2 separate regions of the Drosophila melanogaster genome follow, and region 2 is linked to region 1. The links are chromatin contacts, called in public targeted proximity ligation maps. All regions are on one chromosome and are shown on one strand. The core of a region is the stretch at or near the end of the contact, and the rest is flanking DNA. Distances in the headings are between cores, read along the strand shown. Region 1 holds the start of lncRNA:CR44971 (long non-coding RNA:CR44971). Region 2 holds the start of ACXE (Adenylyl cyclase X E).

The links.
Region 2: a contact with region 1 is called in a targeted proximity ligation map of the Kc167 cell line, with 3 times the contacts expected there. A contact is called at or near these places in 10 of 107 Hi-C or Micro-C datasets (the ML-DmBG3-c2 cell line, the PNm cell line, the S2 cell line and 4 more) and 1 of 7 datasets of targeted methods (the Kc167 cell line).

The regions. Positions count from the first base shown.
Region 1 is chr2L:12,839,896-12,843,731 of dm6, forward strand. lncRNA:CR44971 (long non-coding RNA:CR44971) reads left to right here and starts at 1,622. Exons shown (of 2, transcript NR_124227.1): 1 at 1,622-1,784; 2 at 1,848-2,000. lncRNA:CR44970 (long non-coding RNA:CR44970) reads left to right here and starts at 1,000. Exons shown (of 2, transcript NR_124226.1): 1 at 1,000-1,098; 2 at 1,185-1,428.
Region 2 is chr2L:12,923,830-12,927,665 of dm6, forward strand. It overlaps ACXE (Adenylyl cyclase X E), which reads left to right and starts at 1,782. Exons shown (of 12, transcript NM_144344.3): 1 at 1,782-1,861; 2 at 1,923-2,063; 3 at 2,204-2,363; 4 at 2,427-3,198; 5 at 3,278-3,378; 6 at 3,436-3,793. The coding sequence starts at 1,790. It overlaps ACXA (Adenylyl cyclase X A), which reads left to right. Exons shown (of 12, transcript NM_138990.2): 8 at 1-298; 9 at 356-450; 10 at 515-666; 11 at 715-859; 12 at 930-1,624. The coding sequence ends at 1,432.

The sequences.
Region 1 (3,836 bases), core at 372-2,871:
TGGAGGTGTCAGCGAATGGCAGCAATTGGCAAACAGTTGGCATCATTTGGCATTCTAAATGGTTTTTATACCCGTGAAATTATCAATAATAAATAATACAAGGTATTTTAGCCGAAAGCTAAATCTAATACGGCCATAAAATTGAATTAAATGAAAACTAAATTTGTCGTCCAACAAATATTTTTCTAAAAGATATAATCAAATTTGATATCTCCTTACGTATCCGCTATAATGCGCTTCGACATCAAACAAATATTTCCACGAGTCTTACTAAAATCTGCATAAGATTTATGGGTTTTTCAATGCATGCAAGACTTTAGTTGTGCTTTCTTTTCCTCGAGCGGAGTTAGCATCAAGCTCATAATTATGTGGGAGTTCCTGATCCGTGTCTATCCAGGTCTCTCCCAGATTTCCAGCTGAAGCCCACTCGTCATCGGCATCGTGGCAGTGGGCGTTCGCTGGCATTCCACGCTCATGTGATCTACTTGGCAAGATTTTCAGCAACTGACACTGCCTGGGATTCAACGGAGTGTGGGCGAACCTGGGGCATACCTTTTGCGAACATTGCTTTAGCAATGTGTATATAGCTGTTTTCTTTTAGCTACCCTGTAGTTAAAAATGGGATTGGGTATGTATAATAGCCGAGCAGTAGAAGTGCAAGTGCAGTTTGCGCGAGATATTCCTAGACAAATCAGTTTACTCTATCTAGATATCTTACCCTTTCCTATGCTTATACTATTTTGAATTTATGAGTTCAATAATTTTATAATCATGGCCCTTGCAAATCGCTATAAATCTCAGCATTGGGTATCCTAAGTTCCGGCTCTGGTTGAACGTTCCATATTTTTTGCTTGGTTTTTCGGCTTGTTGTCACTCCTCGGCCGCGCCTTTTGTTGCATCCACATCCATAGCCACATTCACTGCAGTACTGCATATCCGAGGCTGAGTGCAGTCTTCGCTCTTCGTTGCTCCATTGCAATTCCGTTTGCTGTCGCTTTATTTTTATTTAATTAACTTCATTGGATTGCCATGTCAGGCAGGACAGGGAGCGGTGGATGGGAGCACCGAAGGCTGAACTGCAAGGCAGTCCGTCGTCAGGTAGGTGGGCAAACCAGCTTGCATCTCCGGCCCTGCCCACATGCAAAAGCCCTGGCATCTGCTCCGACTGTCGTTGTCGTTTTCAGCACCTTGACAATGACTTATTGTCGCCAGCCAGCAAGGAGAAGACGGATATGGAGGAGCAGGAGGGAACCAGGAGGTAGTCAGGAGGTAGCCAGGACTCGCTGCATGCGGAGACAGAGCTCATCTCCAGTTCATTGGCAATTCTTTGGCTAAAGTGGCCTTTCTTGTCTGGGCGTGGGCACAGCTCCTCGTGGCGTCGAAACATCTACACAGAAAGAAAATTCTTTTCCCCGAAATCAATCCTATAAAGAGAACTATGATCTATATGTATTAGCTATTTGAATAAAAGAAAGTTTGTAATTTTTTGCTAAACTAAAAGACACACAATCAACACTCTACAATTATGGTGCATTTTAGGTTTGGTTCATATAAAAATTACTTCAAGTGCAATCCTCATTTATATGAGCCCTGCCCGGATGTAAATCAATTTATTTCGCTCAACTTGAATCCGAAATTCGAGGGGTAGTCAATCGAAGGTCGCCCGCGTGGAGTCGATACAATCTGCATTTTTTGGGGTCAGTCAAGCACATCCTGTGCCTCGAGCCTGCCGAGGATACCGGAATGCATATCCTGCGGCGATTTTATTCATGACGCTGCAACCAGTTAAGTGTATCCCTGGGAGCAGTAATTATAATAACCCATCCGAACTTCCCCAACTCTCGCAGATGAGGGCTCCAGCCACATCCCGGCCAAAAACTGAGACGGTCTTAGTCTCCATTTCGGTTTCAGTTGCTTCTATTTCGCACAGAGCAGCCCAGTTGAGCTCACAATGAAAACCGCAAAGTCATCTCCGGTTTATTTACTGGCTAGCAGAAAATAAACCAGAAAGCGATGATGAGACCAAAGGAATCAACAAAGAACAAAAAGGGCAAACCAGCGAGTTTGCACTAAAGTTAATGCAAATGTGTGGATACTCTTGGATTGAACATAAAAAAAAAACATTTCTTTTTTAAAACATCATAAAGTAACGTTCGATAATATATTCAGTTTATTTTAAGCATTGTTTATATTCAAAAGCCACTATAATTTCATGACAATAAAATTTAGTTATTGATTGTAGATTTATAAAGCATACATATTTTAAATATAAACTTTTATTTAGACACATCTATGTATTTGCCCAAAGTATCCATGCTTCTTGCATAGAGTACACATAAATAAATGAAGCCGCATGAATTTTCAGTTGGCAAAAGGCTCTTCTCCGTTCTCCGTTGGCAATGAGCAAAAAACGAAAGCCCAGTCAAGCTGGGGATCCCTCCATCCATTCGCTCCCCACCTTGGGCGATACATCGAATTTAATTTCCTGCCAAAATCGACAGAGACCAAAACATTTCTGCCTCGTCGTTGCGGTGTGAGGCTCAGTCGAGCGTTAAGAATTCGCTCGGTTACTAAAACTTAATTTTGCGGCTTGCATTTCAGGGAATCTTGCTGTCCGATGAATGAAATTTCACACAATTAGCTGTCCCGATCCACCAGATCCCATCCTCAGGCGGAGGCCCAACAACTGACGACCGGCACGTGATCGGGCCAAAAAAAAAGCGATGCGGCCAGAAAAAATGCGCCTATTTCGAACAACAGTTGTCGGCCAAGTTCCAAGCCAGCATGTGGCACTTTCGGCCCGAGTCCCAATCATATTTCAGTGCCAATTGGCGCGAAACTTATTAGACGGCTTCTTCCCACTTTCGCATCGATCCGGGCTTTGGCATTTTATTTTTGGCCCTCAAAGGCGACACCAATTCAAGGTCCCTATCCCTTCAAAGCCGACTCTTTTAGCACACATTCTAAACGGGCTATATATAATTTTTTTTTGTTGGGCTTGAATTATAAAAACCATGCATATAATAGGCTGAAATGAATAGTATGGCCAATTTTTTGACCATGGTATATTATGCCTTCTTTTCCGGTATGAATTATTGGACATCCGATCGAATATAAAGCTACGAATATGGTATCTTCTGGTCTTATAATATATTTTCAAATATAAAAAGCCTTAGCGTTTTACAAGGCATTCATCATTTTCAACCAGAAAGCACGAGAACCACTTTCTCTTGGACTTACGTATAAAGTTGATATGCCATTTATTTTTATAATGACCAGGCGTCATTGAAAATATTGATTGCTAGTAAAGCAGTCTGGATGAAATAAATGCGATCATAAAAATAAATGGCAAGTGATTGCAAGTTTTTGACGCAACACGTGTAATTAATAGACTGCCCATATCAACTTTATACGTAAGTCCAAGAGAAAGTGGTTCTCGTGCTTTCTGGTTGAAAATGATGAATGCCTTGTAAAACGCTAAGGCTGTGCGAACTGTAGGTGTCTATTGTATTATTTACGTCTGCATTGCAAAGCTATATCCCCCACTACTGCTGTAATCCAGCCCAGCTACCATCGCATTCGAGATCCATAAAATGGGCTTCCCATGGTTTTTCGCCCCCATCCCGTGGAGAAGTGTCACACATGTCCTTGTGCGGCTTTGACTTTGGCCCCAGCCGAAAATAGCCAACTGAGGGTCGCCTGCCATGGCAGATGTTGTAGTATTAGTACTTCTTCTCGTTGTTGTTGCTGCTACTGTTGTTGTTGTTGTTATTATTGTTGTTGCAGCGAGTGTGTTGCCCACCAAGTGTGTCACTGTCACACACTTGACGATTTTT
Region 2 (3,836 bases), core at 532-3,031, 84 kb after region 1:
TGGATCCGTTTACCTGCTTCCACCCCTGGGCCTATACGAACATGATGGCCCTTATCCTGGGAATGAGTTACACCTTCGCCCGCATTCCCTTCGCCCTCAAGACCTTTATCGGTTGCGCCGAAGCAGTGGTTTTCGTCCTGGTTGTGTGTTTCCAGTACGCGTTCATTTTCGAGCACAGTGTTACCACATCGCCCTATTTAAAGGCTGAAATAGCTCATTCCTGCAGGGTGTGCATGATGTTGATTACTATGTACGCTAAGGAGCGTCAGTCAGAGTTCAACACTAAAATGAACTACAAGTAAGCAAATACTTTCTTTAAATCAGCTGATTTACTGATTTTCCTAACTGATTGCAGGCTCAACCTGGACTTGCAAAACAAGCAAAAATCGGCCGATGTAACTAACCAGTCCATCATAATCCTGCTTAACAACATTCTTCCATCTCATGTTGGTCAGTTTGCTAAGAATATCGCCCCAAGAAGCTTAGTATCTCAGTTCTTAGTTCTCTTTCGCAGTCGAGGTATATCTCAGCTCTATAGCCAAACACGAACTCTATTATGAAAACTATCGAATGGTATCAGTCATGTTTGCCATGCTCACAAACTTTCAAATGGATTTGCCCAGCTTAAGAGTGCTAAATGATATCATCACAGCGTTCGACAGATTGGTAAGTATTGATTTTAATTTACGACTATACTATACTTTCCGATTGCAGCTTTCTGCGTACAAGCAATATTACGTAGTCGAGAAGATCAAAGTCGTCGGATGCACTTATATGGCAGCCTGTGGATTGGACTTTAGCCTGATTGAAAACCTTGATAGCAACTCGAATTTTGGCAGTACATCATTGTCATCCGAATGTAAGTGCCAAATGCATTGGTTCTTAATATAGGTCTTCTAATGTGATATGGGTATATTTGATTAATTCAGTAGAACAGGTGCGTTCTCGTTTGGAGTCATCTATAAAAGAGAAGAACCATGATGAGGTGGCTTTTATAATGGCTACGTTTGCTCTGGACCTGATGCGCGTTCTGTCGGTGTGCAACAAGGCTTACGCCGGAGAACCATTTGATCGGGCTTTGTCCACCGGCGAGATAAGGATCGGTATCTCTACGGGTCAGATAATGGCTGGAGTGGTAGGCGCTTCCCAGCCGCACTACGACATCTGGGGGAACCCGGTCAATATGGCCTCCCGAATGGAATCGACTGGTTTGTCTGGACATATACAGGTTACAAAGGAGACTGCCCAAACGCTCGAGGAGTTCGATGTTATGTGCTATTATCGCGGCTTAACCTTTGTGAAGGGTCGTGGTGAAATTCCCACCTATTTTGTGGGCATCGATAAAGACCTAAAGTTCATGTCCAAGAAAATCGATAGACTTTCTGAGAACCCATCTAATCCAGATCTAAACCATGACCTGGACGGCTCCTAAGACAGATACAAATTTTTTCGGCAAATTCTTCTCAATATGGAATTCGAATCGCAAATGCATATTGAAGGCTTCGTTTCTCAAATTTTGAGATCGTAGTTCTTGTCTGTAAAATTTGAGATGCGTAGCCTTACAAAATGATGTGGACTCAAATCTTGTAAAAATTATGTGGAAAATACATATTTGTAATACCTTAGAACGTTTTGTCCCATTTTTTTCAATCCTTTGGAGGGTTCAACAAGTTCCTTTTATAAAGCGAAAAATCTGGTTAAAGTAGGCTGTGTGTTCGATGCTTAAATTGTTCTGCTGAGTCTTGTCAATCGAAAACAAAAGCCAGGTAAGATAAGCTGGTAAAACGAAATGCCTCGCTCCCTAGGAAATTGTCAGCTTAATTATTCAAAGGAACGCATGTGGGAACCTGGCTACCTCAAGGTAAAATTAAGTCTTTGGACCTGGAATTCTTTTATTAATATTCTATGTCCGAATATTCTAGGCTAAATGTGCAGAGTTGCGTTTGGAGAGCGAGTTTCGACTGTATCGGATACGGCTTTGGAAGAGTTACCTACTCACTTTTTTTATGCTGCATATATTCGTTACCTCCGTGCACTGTGCCCTACTTTTAGCAACGATTGAGGTAAGAACCGCCTAACCTAGATACAATTTTAGACCAACAGTTGCACAACATATTTAAAAAACCATTAAATGAGATGTTTTTCTTCCATCTTGTAATTCTTTTATATATATGTTTTATTCTCGTTATTGTACCTTTTGTAGCGCCGATCAATTATTTATTTCGATGTAGCCCTTTCCATAGGATGCGCATTGGTCCTTATACTTGTGCTGAGTGTTAACTTCTGCGATGAATTTATTGCGAAACACACGTGGTACATGTATGCCAGCTCGATATTTGCCTCCCTGACTTTGGTATTCGCTGGTTGGTATTTCGTTATCATCATTAAAACATATCCCTTATATTATATACATTTATTACCATTAGACCTAACTGAATCAATTTACCACACGTATGCGCACAGCTGGATACTGGGCACATTTTACGACACCTACATAATATACATGATATACATGTTCCTGCCGATCCACTTCATCAGCGGTGCAGTCCTGCTGGCTCTGTTGGTGTCCGGTCTCTATATACTCTACTTTGTGATCTTCATTGCCCAGGGCTTCGCCCAGTTTGCGTCTGCACTATTCTCGGTCGGCGGAATGTCGGTGGACATTGTGCACTATCTGTGCCTAAATCTTGTAGGCATTTTCTACCGCGTTATGAACGACACGGTGGTGCGCTCCTCCTTTCTGGACCGACACCAGTACATCAAGGAGAAGATTTGGCTGCGCAACGCACGGCTGCAGGAGAAGCAGTTGCTGGACAGCATCCTGCCGCCGCAGATCTCCCTGCCCCTGCAGAAAGACATTCAGGGCAGGATCGTAATGGCAAAGCAAGGTATTCACTCCTGGACCGCCATGGAGCGCACAATGGCCATACAGATCCATCCCGATGTCTCCATCCTGTATGCAGACGTCGTGAACTACACTCACTTGACTACCACACTGACGGTGGAGATGTTGGTGAAGGTCCTGCACGATCTCTACGGCAGATTCGATTTGGCTGCCTATCGCTACAAGGTGCAGCGCATCAAGTTCCTGGGGGACTGCTACTACTGTGTGGCGGGTCTGTCGGACCCCGATCCCGATCACGCCAATAACTGTGTTATCCTAGGTCTTTCCATGATCAACCACATTATGGAGGTGCGGTAAGTTACATATAAGATACATATACAGTTTCTTAAACTCCCAAAATTCTCACTACTATTCTTGGCCCCAATTTCGTAGGGACATTCACGGCTTGGACATAAATATGCGCATTGGAGTTCATTCGGGCAATCTGTTTGCTGGGGTCATCGGGGAGGCCAAGCTGCAGTTCGATATATGGGGTAAATAAATAAACTATCACTTGCTGTTGATTACAAGTGCTTCCCAATTTCTTCTAGGATTGGATGTTACCATAGCCAATGTTCTAGAATCAACTGGAGTGCCGGGATGTGTGCACATAAGTGGTGCCACCTTAAACAATCTAGACGTTAATCGCTTCGATATTGAGGATGGACCTGAAGAAGCCAGGGATCATCCTCTTCTGAAAAAATACCGAATAAGATCATATATAATTCGACAAGACTTGCATATGGATGACGAAGATAGTGACGAGTTTCTCGGCGATCTGCATTCAATTTCTCTGTGCAATATGGGAGCTCAGCCAAGAATAAGTGATTCTGCTAATCAAAGTCTAAGGGCGCTTTTCCACGAAGAATTGCGGGAAGAGTTTCGCAAAATGCCGGTCAGTGCATTTAGGTAACTACACAACTTTTTATCGACACAAAATATTTCCTAATTA